Linked DNA regions of Mus musculus: region 2 is linked to region 1. Evidence: chromatin contacts called from public promoter capture Hi-C data. All regions are on one chromosome and are shown on one strand. The core of a region is the stretch at or near the end of the contact, and the rest is flanking DNA. Distances in the headings are between cores, read along the strand shown.

The links. Promoter capture Hi-C pulls out the DNA fragments that hold promoters and counts their contacts.
Region 2: a promoter capture Hi-C map of liver shows a contact between it and region 1, with 4 times the contacts expected there. The contact joins the promoter of Mdga1 here to the promoter of Fgd2 in region 1. A contact is called at or near these places in 5 of 39 promoter capture datasets (embryonic stem cells, liver and pre-B cells), 5 of 484 Hi-C or Micro-C datasets (B cells, CD8 T cells, embryonic stem cells and 1 more), 1 of 115 datasets of contacts at active chromatin or transcription factors (large pre-B cells) and 1 of 9 other capture datasets (liver).

What each region holds. Positions count from the first base shown.
Region 1 is chr17:29,357,574-29,364,895 of GRCm38.p6, forward strand. Fgd2 (FYVE, RhoGEF and PH domain containing 2) reads left to right here and starts at 3,341. Exons shown (of 16, transcript NM_013710.4): 1 at 3,341-3,584; 2 at 6,138-6,369. The coding sequence starts at 3,520.
Region 2 is chr17:29,884,024-29,891,345 of GRCm38.p6, forward strand. It overlaps Mdga1 (MAM domain containing glycosylphosphatidylinositol anchor 1), which reads right to left and starts at 4,555. Exons shown (of 17, transcript NM_001368423.1): 1 at 3,424-4,555. The coding sequence starts at 3,490. It overlaps Gm41559 (a long non-coding RNA gene), which reads left to right and starts at 5,878. Exons shown (of 3, transcript XR_003952341.1): 1 at 5,878-5,967; 2 at 6,954-7,322.

The DNA.
Region 1 (7,322 bases), core at 2,091-4,590:
TAATTAGCGTTGCTTGTGTGAGCATGAGCGAGAGCTCACTGGATGATGGGCAGCTTGTCACTGGCTACATTGTTAAAGAAAGTGACACTCTCTCCCTTAGTGACCATCAGCTGCAGGGAGTATGTCGGAGAACAGCAAAAATGCCTTTTACAAAAACATATATGTGGCTGTGTACATATGCATGTATGTATGCATGCGTACATATTCCATGGTATTCAGGTGGCAGTCAAAGGACAACATTCAGGAATCAATTCTCTCCTTCTATCACGTGGGTTCTGGGTATGGAACTCAAGGTGTCAGGCTGGGCCTCAGTATCCTGCCCTGCCCGGCCCCCACATACATTTTTTGTTAACCGCTATTGGCATTGTTCTTACTGGAGACTTAGTTCCACAGAGAGATTGTTATCAAACATCTCTTGAGATTCAATATAGTGGCAACATTGTTTTTTTGGTTTCTTTTTTGATTTTTCGAGACAGGGTTTCTTTGTGTAGCCCTGGCTGTCCTGGAACTCACTTTGTAGACCAGGGTGGCCTCGAACTCAGAAATCCGCCTGCCTCTGCCTCCCAAGTGCTGGGATTAAAGGAGCGCCACCACCGCCCTGCTTGTTTTATAGGTAGGTACACATGTATAAACATGTCAATAAAACAGTGTTACTTTGGGGCTGGTGAGATGGCTCAGTGGGTAAGAGCACCCGACTGCTCTTCCAGAGGTTCTGAGTTCAAATCCCAGCAACCACATGGTGGCTCACAACCATCTGTAACAAGATCTGACGCCCTCTTCTGGAGTGTCTGAAGACAGCTACAGTGTACATATATAATAAATAAATAAATAAATCTTAAAAAAAAAAACGAGTGTTACTTTAGTAATTGTGTAGGTATGTGTCCATTTACATGAGTGTGTGTTGATACTTAAGAGTCCCCTGGGTTTGTTTGTTTGTTTGTTTGTTTTGGTTTTTCGAGACAGGGTTTCTCTGTTGTAGCCCTGGCTGTCCTGGATCTCCCCTGGGTTTTTAAATACATACAGAAATAATGTCATTTGGCATTTGGGGTTTGCTTAATCAGGACACAGAAGGGAAATCGAAAGAGCCACACATAGGTGGGGAATGAACTCTGGTGTGGACTGAGAGGGCTCATGGGGGTGAATTATTCTATTCTGTCTACCCTCGTGTATGTTCTTCATTTTTTTATGACAAAAAGTGCAAGGGGATCTAAGGTATGTTCTTCATTTTTTTATGACAAAAAGTGCAAGGGGATCTAAGGACGATGCTCAGTTGGTAGAGAGCCTGGCCGGCTCTGCATCCTCAGCATGGCATAAAACTAGCATTGTGGGGCTGGAGAGATGGCTCAGCAGTTAAGAGCACTTGCTCCTCTTGCAGAGGCCCTGCATTTGGGATTAGTGAGACTTAGTCCTCAGGACTGGGCTGGCCTCTGGTGGCAAACACAGCTGGGGGGTGGGGGAGCTCAGAGGTGCAGGGTTGCTGGGCAGGAGGCTCCAGGCTCACAGCTACCACAGCAGAAACTCTGCCAGGCACTTTGGGCTCCAGGATGGCTCACACTTGATCCGAGGACAAAGACTAGCTTCAGTGGAGGGTCCTGGCTCAGGATCCATGGGAGAGCAATGAATGAATGGCTTTCCAGCTTGAATGAGCAGAGCAGAGGCGCTGGTCACGTGTTCTAGAAACCCTGAGTGACCAAGAGGCAGATTTCCCTAGGGTGCTGTGATCAGGGGACCCTGAGGATGGAGTGCATGGAGGTCACCCTCCAGGTTCCCTGGGTCTTTGCTGGAGTCATAGGACACTTACCTGGGCTTCAGAAATGGCAGTTCTTCCCCTGTTCTTCCTGGGTGACCTCAGTCAGGTGTCTTGACTTCCATTGGCCTCCATTTCTGATAAGGGAGCACACTGTGTAACACAGCTATGGGAGTGAAAGAGAGGAGACTTGTTAGCTCTAACCCATAGGGGCTCTCCAACCCGGGCCACTAGAGAAATATCAACATCATTAAGACAAAAGCATCCAAAGAGGTGTTGGGGACCACAGGACCCCTTCCTGCATATCCTCACAGTCTGTGGGGTTTTTTGTTTTGTTTGCCCTATTTTTCTTTTTTTTTTTTTTTCCGGACAGGGTTTCTCTGTGTAGCCCCAGCTGTCTTAAAAGTTACTCTGGAGCTGGGCGTGGTGGCGCTCGCCTTTAATCCCAGCACTTGGGAGGCAGAGACAGGTGGATTTCTGAGTTCGAGGCCAGCCTGGTCTACAAAGTGAGTTCCAGAGCAGTCAGGGCTACAGAGAAACCCTGTCTTGAAAAAAAAAAAAAAAGTTACTCTGTAGACCAAGTGGGCATCAAACTCAGAGATCTGCCTGCCTCTGCCTCCCGAGTGCTGGGACTAAAGGTGTGTGCCACCACCAGTTCAGCTTTAGATGTTTTTTTTAGGGTAGGAGTACAAGAGATACAGTGTGTGTGGGTTGGAGCCCAGAGGCAACCTGAAAGAGTCTGCATTTTGGGTGGAGAATTGGTTCAGAGGTTAAGAGAACTTAGAAAGGACCTAGGTCCCATTCCCACAACACCCTCTTCTGACCATTGTGGGTACCAGGCACGAATGTGGTATAATAGACTCACACAGGCCAAACACTCATACACATAAAAAATAAAAGTAAATAAAAAGAAAGGAAAAGTCTATTTTTTTTCCACCATGTGGGGCTCCAGGGTTAGACTCAAGCTGCCAGGCTTGGCTACAAGTACTCTTACCCCTGAACCATCTCAAAGCCCACCCCATCCGACCCCATTTTTTTTTTTGAGACAGGTCTCACGTAGCCGAATCTGGTCTTATACTCATTACGTTGTCAAGGAAGAACTTGGACTTCTCCTCTCAAGTGGGTGCCATGGGCATGTGCCATGATACCCAGTTCTACAGTGCTGAGGATAAAGCCCTGGGCTTCCCGCATGCCAAGCAAGCATTCTCTATCAGCTGAGCTACATCCCCAACCCTGTGGTCCATTTTAATTTAAAAGCTGTTTTTCCATCAGCAGTGCACAGCGCCAGATGCAAGGAAGATGCTGAGAATGGTACTAAGTAAAACATCCCTGAGCCGTCCCCTTTCCCCCCATGCAGAGAATTGGATATCCAGGAAGCTGCTCATCCCAGGATCCGGCTCCAGAAACGTCCTGTGACCACTGTTGCCACAGCCCGTGCCTTCTCTAACAGGACTGGGTAGAAGTATCTGAGAGGTAAAGGTCAGATGCCAAGAGGGCCGGGCAGTACTTCACAGGCTCCTCCCACAGCAAGGAGAGTTTGACAGGCTCCTCCCACAGTAGGGAGTGCTGGCCTCTCTTCCAAGCTACTGGGACCACTTCCTCTTTTTTCACTCTGAAGATAGGAACTGCCCCAAGGCAGTCAGAAGCGATGGGCAGATTCCAGGCTGTGGTAGACCTGCTTCACCCGCTGGCCAGGGAGTGCTGAGGGCACCAGCCTATTGCCTCCCTCCCTGCTTCTGGGGTAACTGAGGACCACCTTGCAGGCTAGCAGGATGGAGCGAGCCTGTGAGAAGCAGGACTCAGTGTGCAACCTGGTGGCTGTGTTTGAGAACAACAGGTACAGATGGTGGGGGAGGGGTCGAGCCCTTCTATCTGATCTGGTACTTTGGGGCAGCACCTGGGGTCCCTCCATCCTGGGTGCCTGGCAGTACAGGCAACCACTGCTCTTGTGGTAGTAAGCTGGACAGGGTGAGCATGGGAGATCTCCAATCCATGCACACACACATCCCACTCACACCAGGACACAAATGGGAACAGGAAGGCGGGACACAGATGGAATGTGGCTGACTGGGACAAAGCAGAGCCATGCTCACCAGGCCTCTCTCCTAAGTTCCTTTCTATACCTCAGGGCTTACTCTGATGGCCCTAGGGTGTGACTTGTTTGGTTCCCATCATAGGGAGAACAGAAGAGGGGACACAGGAACTAGCTTCTTTGAATTTTGGGGCTGTGCTGGCACTTGTGTCTGAAGGGAAAAGACAAAGCCAGGAGTGGGAGGGGTCCTGAGTGGCCTTGGAGGGGCGTGAGTGTGAGACATGAAACCGCTTTGCAGGCCTGTGGTTTGGGAGTGCCTTTGGTCCTCTGGAAGCAGATAGAGGTTGGCCTCAGGAGGCTTAGGGGGAAGCTGTGGGGACCTGAGAGACGAGGGGAGGAGGGGCAGGTGGAGGGAGGGGCTGAGCCCTGGATTGTTGTAGAGGGTTCCAGAACCCGGGTACACCACAGTGAGTCCCCATGCCTTCAGCAGCTAGATGCTGGGTAAAGCAGCACTCTTACATGAAGATAAGGAGTCTGCCACCAGAGTCCCCAGCCCTCGGGAGCCACAAGAACAAAGCTTAGTGCCTAGAGTTCTGTGGAGGATGCAGGGGTAGATTTCTACTTGTGATACAAAGTTCCGTCCTTCTGAGACACCAGGCCACAGGCTTTAGATGCCCTGGGAAGGCCTCCACGCTGTGTTGTGGGCCTGCAGGCCATGCACAGGAGGTGCCTGGGGCCTCCACGTGGAAGCCCACATTCACCCCTGCAGAAGTTTCACTTCCTGGGTGAGCAGCCTGACTCTGCCTCTCCAGGAGCTTGGCTGAGTGCATCCTATTCAGCACCTGGGACAGCTCATTCCCACCGCCCTCTTGGCCCACCACACTCATGCTGGAGGGGGCGTAGGCTCATGTAGATGCCAGCCCTTGGGCTACTGAGTGGTGTCTGGCTGCACCTTGCAGGTAGAGTAGCCATACAGAGGAGTGGGTCACTAGAAGCGTGGTCAGGAGTGTGAGAGTCAGGCTCTGAGCAAGGGGACCATGCAGGCGTCTCTCTGTGGAGCCCTTGGTGCCTAGCTGATCTGAAACTGAGGGCTAGAGAGGAAACAGGCACAGGCCTGAGTGCTTAGAAATGCAGAAGCTGAAACCAAATGTACAGGAGAAAAACCTGAGACTCAGCACCCTCTCACCCAACCCCCTCTCCCTGGCTGCAGGCCCTGAGGCCAAGGAACTCCATTTTCTATGTCTGGAATGGGCCACCTCGGTCCTTCTTCCTACACCAGGCCCTGTGACCAGGACAATCACCTCAGCTCTCTGGGTCTCTCTGTCCTTGACATCAAGAGGAAAGACAGCTTAGCATGGAGGTTTGGATGTCAGCTGCCCCTACCTGCCCCACTTTCAGGTTCCCATCCTTTCTGCCTCAGTCTCCACATCTGCAGCATGGACGCAGGGACATTCTTTCTCATCGGGTTTGGAGGCTCGGTACCTGTCTGGCCTCCGTTTCCCTGTCTGTCTTTCTCGAGGGGATGCCTACCCAGCGCTGTCACCCTGGCTATCTCCCTGCACATGCCTGGCTCTGGCAGTGTGGGTTTCTCTGGCCTACAAAGGACTGGTAAATGCTGCACAGCAAAACTGTCCTGTGAGGGCTGAACCTGGGGAACAGGGACCCTGCTCTGCAGGATGGCTTTGTCCCCTGGTAATTGTGTGAAGGCCATAGGCATCCCTGAAAAGGCCCAGTTTCAGCATCTGAGTCCCTGCTCTGAATTACTCTCTGGCGCCCACCTTCCCTTGATGTATCGGGAGAGATACAGAGATGAAAGCAAGGGGGAAGAACATAGGTGGGCGTGATCCTGAGGGAGCCCCTGAAAGATCTGTGTGCCAAAGGAGGGGTTCTCTCTAGATGTGTTTGCATTTGAAACAGGGAAGTATGTAGTTCCCCAGAGAATAAAATAGGCCATAATGACTCATTTAGGGACTGATGGAGTTCCCTCCCAGAGGACACTCAGAAGGATGCTGGTGGCACCTGGGACGTGGCTCTGTTGGTAGAGCACTTGCTTATCGTGCACAAAACCCTGCCGCCCCCCGCACCCCCCTGGCCACACCATGTAAGCCAGACGTAGTGGTTCATGCATGTGATCCTAGCACCAGAAGTCCAAGGTCGTCTTCCACTATAAAGGGGTCAAGGCTAGCCTGTGGTACTTGAGTCTCTGGCTCAAAAAAAAGGGAGGAGGAAGGGGGCTGAGGAAGATTCATAAGCTTTGACAGGTTCCTACACTGTGCCAGGCACTTGGGAACCCATGAACACCAGTGGCTCACACAGGTTACCCTGAGGAGACCCTCAAGTGTGGTCTGTTCTCAGCAGGACTCCGGGAGAAGCACCTGGATCCCATAGCCTTGAGGACCAGCCCCATAGCCCTGAACACCAGCTGTCCCTGTCCCCAGAGCCTTGGGAGGCACCCCCTGTCAAGGAGGCCTTGAAGTCTGAATTCCGGCCAGTGAGCAGGACATATCTGAGTTCCCTCAAGAACAAGTTATCGAGTGGGGCTTGGAGGAGATCCTGTCAGCCTGGGGTCAGCCCGGGGCCAGAGACACAGGTGAGGGACTCTGACTGGGGAATGGGTAGTAGGACCTCTTGGCCTTCCATCTCTTCCTCTTTCTCTCTCCTCTCCCTTTTCTTCCTCCTATTCAAGACAGGATCCTACAGTGTAGCCCAGATGGGCCTTAAACTCTCTACTTCTGTATCCCCAGAGCTGGGGTCACAGGGTCGCTCTAACTCTCCTTAAAAGGTCACCAACCACATTGATTTGTGGCCCCATCATTTTTTTAAAGATTTTTAAAAATTTTATTTTATGTATGTGAGTACACTGTAGTTGTACAGATGGTTGTGAGCCTTCATGTGTTTGTTGGGAATTGAATTTTTAGGACCTCTGCTTGCTCCAGTCAACCCTGCTCGCTCCAAGTCGGCCCTGCTTGCTCAGTCCCTGCTCATTCCGGCCCGAAGATTTATTTATTATTATACATAAGTACACTGTAGCTGTCTTCAGACACACCAGAAGAGGGCATCAGATCTCATTACAGATGGTTGTGAGCCACCATGTGGTTGCTGGGATTTGAACTCAGGACCTTTGGAAGAGTAGTCAGTGCTCTTACCCGCTGAGCCATCTCTCCAGCCTATCCTTATGATCTCATGTAACCTTGATGCTCCCCTGAGCTCTGAGGAGCCAGAGGATGGCTCAGCTGGGATGCTAGACCCTTCTCTATGTGTCTTCCCCTTTGTGTGTGTGGCCTCCTAGAGGAGGCTCCCCGCCAGGCAGCCAGGTGTCTTTCACAGTAGCCCCTTGACTCCCTGTTCCCACGAAAGCCCAGGTGGAGACCATTTAACCTGAAGACTCAGCCCTGGAGCAGGGCACCTTTCTAGGCTGTACTATGAAAGCTGGTCCAGTGCCAGACCTGGTATACCAGGAAAACGGGAATGCCAGAGGGTTTGCTTATTAGACAGAGCAACGTTGTCTTCTGAGGAGTGGCAAGCCAAGTTGTCCACCCTTCT
Region 2 (7,322 bases), core at 3,305-5,804, 530 kb after region 1:
GGAGCTACCTGCTTCCAGAACCTGCTTCTCAGGGTAAGAGCTTATACAGCCGCTTTCAAGGCAGGGGTGTGGAACTCAGAGGGAAAGGTCCCAAGTGTCTCCACCCACCTCAATACTAGAAACCCCACACTGGGAAATTCAGTTCCCGAAATTCCTCTCCCCTCCCCACCCCCATTCCTCAGAGATGGGGAGAACCTGACTTGGTGATAATTCTGTAAGCGATGTTGCTCTTGTCAAATTATTCAACATCTGTCTTCATGTTCCCACAAAAATTAGCATAGGATAGTAGTTTCTGATGACACCTTTGGTGAAATATTTTGACTTCCCCCAGTAAGTTGCAAACAACCTGTCTTAAGGAGAATGTCACTTCCCACTCCTGCATATTAAATAATCCAGGGGTTTGTTGTGTTTTTGCACTAAGCTGAATCCTGCTCACTGGCCCCTGCCTGGAAGCCCCTAACTGCTTTGAGAGAATAGGAAGTCTCTGACTCAGCCTTCATAGAGCCTGTTACCTCTCCTTCACCAGCCTACTGTCTTTGTCACAGAACTAGACCTCTCTGGGGCCCACCTCAGCGCTACACAAACACACACACACACACACACACACACACACACACACACACACACCCGCCCGGCAGATTATAGGATCCGCCCTGAAAACAACAAACTAGGCTAGAGATTGAGAAGCAGGGAAGGAGCAGGCCCCCCTCCAAATGGACCATCTGGTCCCACACCCGGCCACTGTAGCATCTGTGGCCCCAAAGAAAAGCAAAGCCACCCAGTGGGATGCAGAGCCTAGGCCAGACTGTGAGGGCCTCCCCAATCCTGCTGCTGCTGGCCAGCTTTAGAGTTGAGCATGGACCCAGCGGGAAGCAGAGCCTAGGGCTCTAAGCAGCTGTCTCTCACTAGGACTGGTCTTGCCCTCCTTATGGAACAATCCTCAGCAGCAGCAGCAGCAGCAGCAGCAGCAGCAGCAGCAGCAGCAGCAGCAGCAGCAGCAGCAGCAGCACAGGCCCAGGATAGAAAGGTGGTAGCAGCTGAAGTCTATCCCCAGCACACACTAACATCCTACCTCTCCCTCCTCCGTGCTAGTGAACCCCAGCACTTCAGACTCTTCCCTCTCTTGGGGCTGCAAGCCTAGGGCCTCATGCTCTCTGAGTAGGAACCTTAACTAAAGCCCTCTGTCTTGGTGAATACCAAGCTTAGGATACACCTGAGAATCTCGCGAAGCATTGTCAGCCTGCCCTAACCCTAGCTCTTCACATACTCAAACGATCTCATTGGCATTCCTACAGGGTGCCGGGTACCAGACTGGGGCTGGATGCTGTGGTGGATGGCCAGGGTGGACATCTCCATCCCTGTATACTTCCACACTCCCACTCATCTGCTTCATCTGCTTTGGGGTTCAGAGAAATGGGTGGGGTAGAACACATCCTGGCTCTTTACCACACTCCTTAGTTCCAATCCTGCTGAGGTGTCACCAAGCTTTTGTAACCTTGCAAGGGACACTGTCCACCCACCCTAGCTCCTGTTTCTCCCGATTCCCATTCACCTCTAAAAAAGATGTCCCACTCAGCAATCCCCTCTACAACCCAGCTTTGCCTGGAGCCAAGCTATCTAAGTTCAGGAGCAAAGAGTGCCCCTGAAGAACGAGGGGCGAGCAGACCCAGTATATCTACCCTTCCTGACTTGTAACAAGAGCATCAGGGACCCCAGCATATGAGAGATGGGACAGAGAAGCTTGAAAATGAGGGTCTACATAGACCATAGTTCTTGTTCCCTAACCTCTGTCCTCGTTGTTGGGGCTCCTAAGTAAACCCAGAGAGGACTCTTTAAATGTACATCAGGCCACCCAGATGAAGATGGAGAAACCCAAGCCAGAGAGCATGAGATAGTGTCATCAGACCAGCCCAAGGACGCAGGAGAAAGGTGCCGTTGACAGACCCGCACCTCAGGAGGGTGTGTGAGCAAGTTACAGTAGCCACTTGAAGGTGGCAGTGACTGAGCTGCTGATATCTTTAGTGATTCCGGAGAACAGGAACTCTGAGGCCTCTGGTGTCTTCCCCTGCCTTGTTTTATAGCCCCCCACCCCCAATACATAAAGCTCAGCCTCTTGCAGCATCCCTCCCGCCTGCCTTTTCTGGCCTATGCCAGGGGCCAGGCAGTAAGAGACACACAAACTAATTAAGAAGCAGAGTTTGGCTGGATGCCTGGGCTGGCCTCACCAGGGAATTAAGCCCAAGCTGTTAGAGCCCAGGAGCGTATACTTTCCAGATACCCCCTCCCCGGGACGCTCCTTCCTTCTGCCTGGCACAGTGAGAGACCCAAGACCTGAAGCTAGTAGCCAGGGGATATGGCTTCTGTCACCCACACTGTCTGGGTCCAACACCCTCCACTCTCAAAGAGAATAATTAGATTCTTAGCCCCAGAGAAAGCAGGAGAATCCTGCCCACCCCAGCCACACATCATTAGAAAGTAACTACAAAGCCCACCCTGCGGTGAGCAGAACGCAAAGTCAGGGCCATGGGCTCTGGGGACTGACTGACTTTCTGTGCTGTGCACGTCGGGAGGATGACCCTGGGTAGTATTGAACCAAGGAGTCTTCGGTGAGGAAACCCGCGGCATGGAGTGGAGAAAAGGTGATCAGAATACTCCATGGCGCGACTGAGCTTGTCTTGGGCATCCAAGAGCAGAGCTGCGTGGCGGGAGGCAGGGTTTAGACACGTAGCCGGATGGGTGCGAGCCGTGTGTGCGTTTCCTGAGGACTGTGGCTGAATGTGTCTGTGTGTGCGAGCAGGCAGAAGGAAGCTGGGGCTGGGGTTCTGTGGTTGGGAACCAGCGACAGGAAGAGCTGGCTCAGGAGAGGTCTGAAAAGGGATGCCGAGAACAGTCGGCGCCTGGGCTAAGGGATGCCCAACAGCTCAGACCGCCAAGAAGCTAGAAGAGGCGATCGAGCCGCGGCCACTGCCCGGAAGGCGAGCCAGCCTCAGGGCCGCGGTGCTGGAGAGCTTCTCGCCCGCCAGCCGCGCACAACTCCGGATCGCTCATCGCCCGCTTCCACTCGGGAGGCTGAGCCGAGGGAGGAAAAGGATTCCGTGGGAACAGCTGCCCCAGCCCAGAGCTTGGGCTCTTCCCGGGTCTCCTGAGCTCACTGTATTATTCTCCCAAGACTTCCGGATCTCTCTAACCCCTGGAAAGATTTCGGAAAGCCGAGACCTTACCCCGGCATCCCCAGCCTCACACCAATAGCCTAGGACCGCTTCTTGGGCTCGGGAGCAGCCTGCTCGGTCTCCCGGCGCCCAGGCGAGGGCGGAGACGCGGCCATCAGTGCATCCACCAAGCCCCGGCAGCGCGCACTTTGAGCAAGATCTTGTAAAGTTTCCGGGCGGCTCCGCCAGGGTAGAGCGGGACGCTGGCTCTTACCATAGACTCCTTGTCCCCGACAGTGGAAGGGGATAAGCGCCAGAAGTAGAAGACAGGTCACCTCCATCTTCACGGCCAGTGCTTCATCCCCGCGAGGCGGCGCAGCCTGAGAGGCGGCGGGGGGCGCATCCGCCGGGGCACCGCTTTGCCCTCTGCGTTCCCTCCTTTTCCCTGAGTCGCGACGGAGAGGGCGGCGACCGAGACTAGGAGTCTGAGCAAGCCGCGACTCGGCTCTGTCCTCTTCCCACAGGGCGGCTGCCCGGGTGGAGACGCAGGGGGCGCTGCCCCAGACCTTGAAGCCTCTGCGCACCGGGCGCAGCAGCCAGCTCCCTGGCCCAGAAAGCTCGGCCACCGAGCAGTCCTAGGTCCCCAGGGCTGTCCACCGAGGGTGCTGAACGCGGGGGGACCTCTCTGCTGCGGCGGCCGCGCTCCGATCCAACAGGCCACCGATGCCTGACAAACTTGTCTTTTCCCCGCCCAGGGGACGCCCCTCCGCGGAGCCAGGCCAGGAGGCCCGGACTCTGCTTTGGTTAATCCGCTGGCTCCAGTCCTGCAGTAGGTGTGGAGGGCTCCGCAGCCCGACCCAAGGGAGCCGGGCTGGGCGCCCTTCCCGGAGGCGAGGGCGCCGGGTCCCGGTCCTCTGGAGCGCTGGAGCAGCGAGGACTAGGTTCGGCAGCGGGGCGAGCGCTCCGGGTCCCCGAGTCCGCGAAGTTAGCCGAGCCGCCGCCGAGGAATCCGGGGGAGGCGATCGCGTCCCGGCGCCCCCGCGGGAATCCAGAGAACGGTTCCAAAGCAAGAGGGACCGCAGCCAGCAAGGGAAAGAGGAAAGTTTGAGTCCTTTGAAAATAATTCGCGCTCTTGCGGAGGCCCGGGCTCAGGAGCTGCTGGCCGCCTCCTCTCTCCCCGCTCCTCTCCCGCCGTCTGGCCGCCGCCGTGGCATTCCCGGGCTCCGCGATCTCGGGAGAGCGGGGCTGCGCCGCGCCCCAAGTTGGGCGTCCCCGCCCCCCTCCCGGCGGCCTGGGCCCGAGAGGGCCCCAGCGGGCGGGGCCGGGCGGGCTCCGGGGCACCGCGGCCACTCCGGCTCCGGGGCCGCGGGAGCGCTCCGCTCGCTCCCTAACTTGGGCTTCGCTGTGCTGCTTTCTGGTCCCTCCGAGCTTTTCATTCCGCGCTTCCTCCACCTCCCCATCACCACCACCCCGCCTCCCGCTCTCCCTCCTCCCTTCTTCCCTCCTCCCATCTCCGCGATCGGTCTCTCGCTCTCCCACCCTTTGTCGCTCGCTCGCTCTCCTGTTTGATTCCCCTCCAGTTAAAAAAAGGGGAGCCAATTAAAGGCAGCCCAGCTCGCCCGGCCCAGCCTCTGTCCAATTTCCTTGCTTCCCCCAGGACCAATTAGAGAAAACAAAACAGGGCTGGGGGAAGCAGTCTCTCTCTCTCTCTCTCTCTCTCTCTCTCTCTCTCTCTCTCTCTCTCTCTCTCTCTTTCCCCGCCCCCCCCATCTCTCTCTCCCTATCTCCGCCTCCCCCACCAGCCCCCTGGCAGAAAAATGTCAGAAAGCAGCAATGGATCCATCTATCCCGAGGACAGTAGCGGGAACGTGGGTTCGGCGCGGGCTCTGCAGCCGCGCACTCGCACACGCTCTCCGCCCTCCCTTGCACAGCCCAGGCTGGCAAAGCCCTGGCCGGGTGCAAACGCTCGCCGCACGCTCGCCGGGCAAGCACCGGCGGCTGGTTGCTGGGACGCAAGCCTGCAGGGCACTGGACACTTAATGAATGTTTTGCACTTTGGAGAAGGTGATACTGGAGCCTAGGATCGGAGGGAAAGGCCAAGGCGTCTGCTTCTCCTAGACCAGAGCTGGCGCGAGAGGCGGTTGCCTGCTGTCGCTCTGCAGGGATGTTGGCTCGGCTTGGGAATCCCGCCACCTCCACCACCACTACCCGCCCCTGGCAGAGCCCCAGCCCCTTTCCAAGCTGCCTCGGCCTCTCCCCGGGTCGGGCGCCGGGGACGCTGCCAGAGGCACTGAGGAGGAGGACGCGCTTGCAGCTTGCAGTGTCCTAGCTGAGGCCCACAGGTTGCCAACAGGTTTGCCAGCAAGACCCCAGTGCCAGAGCTCCACAGGGACACCCAGGGTCCCCTTCAGCCCGCTTCTCTCAAATCCTGCCTACCCGTGAGACCTCAGGCGTGGCCAAGTGCCCTAGGGGTGCTCGCGCTTCCTGCAGCCAAGCCGGGAAGCCTGTCTCCCCCCACTTCGAGACTCCGTCACCTTAACCCGGCCCTCCCCGAAGCTGTGACCAAGATGTAGTTCCTTCCAGACGCCCTTGGGGAGGGGCGTGGGCTGGGCAGAGAGGCGCACGACCTCCCTGGCGCCTCCGATAGCGTCCTCCCTCCAACCCGGTCCTGCTAATCTTACCTGCTCCACCTGTCGCCGTTATTTATCTCGGCGTGAGCGCAGGGATTGTACTAGAGCGGCCCGTGGGAGCGCGGACAGCACAGCCGCAGCAGCTAACAAGCTCGGAGGTTAGATCCTGTTCAGGATCTGCTGCAATGGTGGGTCCATGACCTCAGGCATCTGTCCAAACTCAAAGACCTGTTTCTGATCACCCAAAGAGTTGATTCTCTTGCATGTAAATCAGCGCATGAATTAAAAATATTAATTATAAATCCCTCCCTCTCCAAGCCCACTCCCACCGGGATGTTTCTCCTCTGACCCTCCTGGGCAAACATAACCTGTTAAGGAGGAGTGGAAAGCACAAGGTGTTGCCTGGTAGATGGGGAGGGGCGCCATCAGCCTGACTCTTCTCAGTTTGCTTATGGTTCATCCAGGCTACCCGCCCTTGTTCCTGGCTCCTTTGTTTCTTTCCTACTCTTACTAGGGGTGGGAGTCCAATGCTCAGTTAAGGGTGTCCAAACTCAACTCAGCAGATGCCAACTAGAGATTTATTGAATGAATGAATGAATGAATGAATGATGTCCATCGTGGGCCAGATCCCCCAGTCCAAAGCTACCTTCCACGTGCTCAGCCTTCCGTTAACTCGAAGGGAAATGCATGATATGATCCACAGACGTCCAATGTCTTCCCACCTACCTCTCCCACTCAGTCTGAAAGGGAAGTGGTATCAGATGAGGGGGTGATGGTGAGTAGCTTGGTTTATTGTCCTGTTGCCATTATTGGGAAGCTTCCAGAATCCCCCAGGAAGCTCCCAGGGAGTCATCCTTGATGAGTCAGGCTCTCTCTGGCTTTGCCTATTCTGGGAAACTGTTGTATTCCTTTCCCAACCCCAAACAGCATCAAATTGCTTTTCTCTGGCCTAGCAGAGAGGATGGGTATACTGTCTGAACACATATTGGCCTGGAAAAGAACGAGGCCTTGTGGTGGAGGGCTAGGGAGGAGGAGAGCAGAAGTCCAGAGCCTGGCAGGCTGGGATTGAACATTTGCTGTGCTAATCCACTTGTGAATACTCGCTGTGTGTAGTGTAAACACCTCGACAGCCTGTTCATGTGTGCCTGTCAACTCAGTCATTTCCTCCCCACAGTATTCCAGGCCTGCTGCCTGGGACTGAACCTCAGAATTGACAGTGGCAGCCAACCTCAGAGAATGCAGAGGACCACCAGGCTTGTGGTCCAGCCCTAAGCTGTCTGGGCCTCACTGTCACCCAGATATCAAGCAGGTGGGACTTCTACCTAGCAGTGGTTGAGAGAACTGGGTACCTGCTACAGGGACAGAGGTTTTGTGTCGGGCACTGTCAGGCATCTTAAGGACTTACTCTTGTTCACAGAGATGCTAAGGATCCTAAGTAGCCAGGCTGAACAGCTTTGTGCCTTCCTCCTAAGGTTCCCAAGCTGCAGGTATGCAAGCCCAGAGGCGACTAGCCACACTTCCATAATTCTTGCTGTGAAACTAG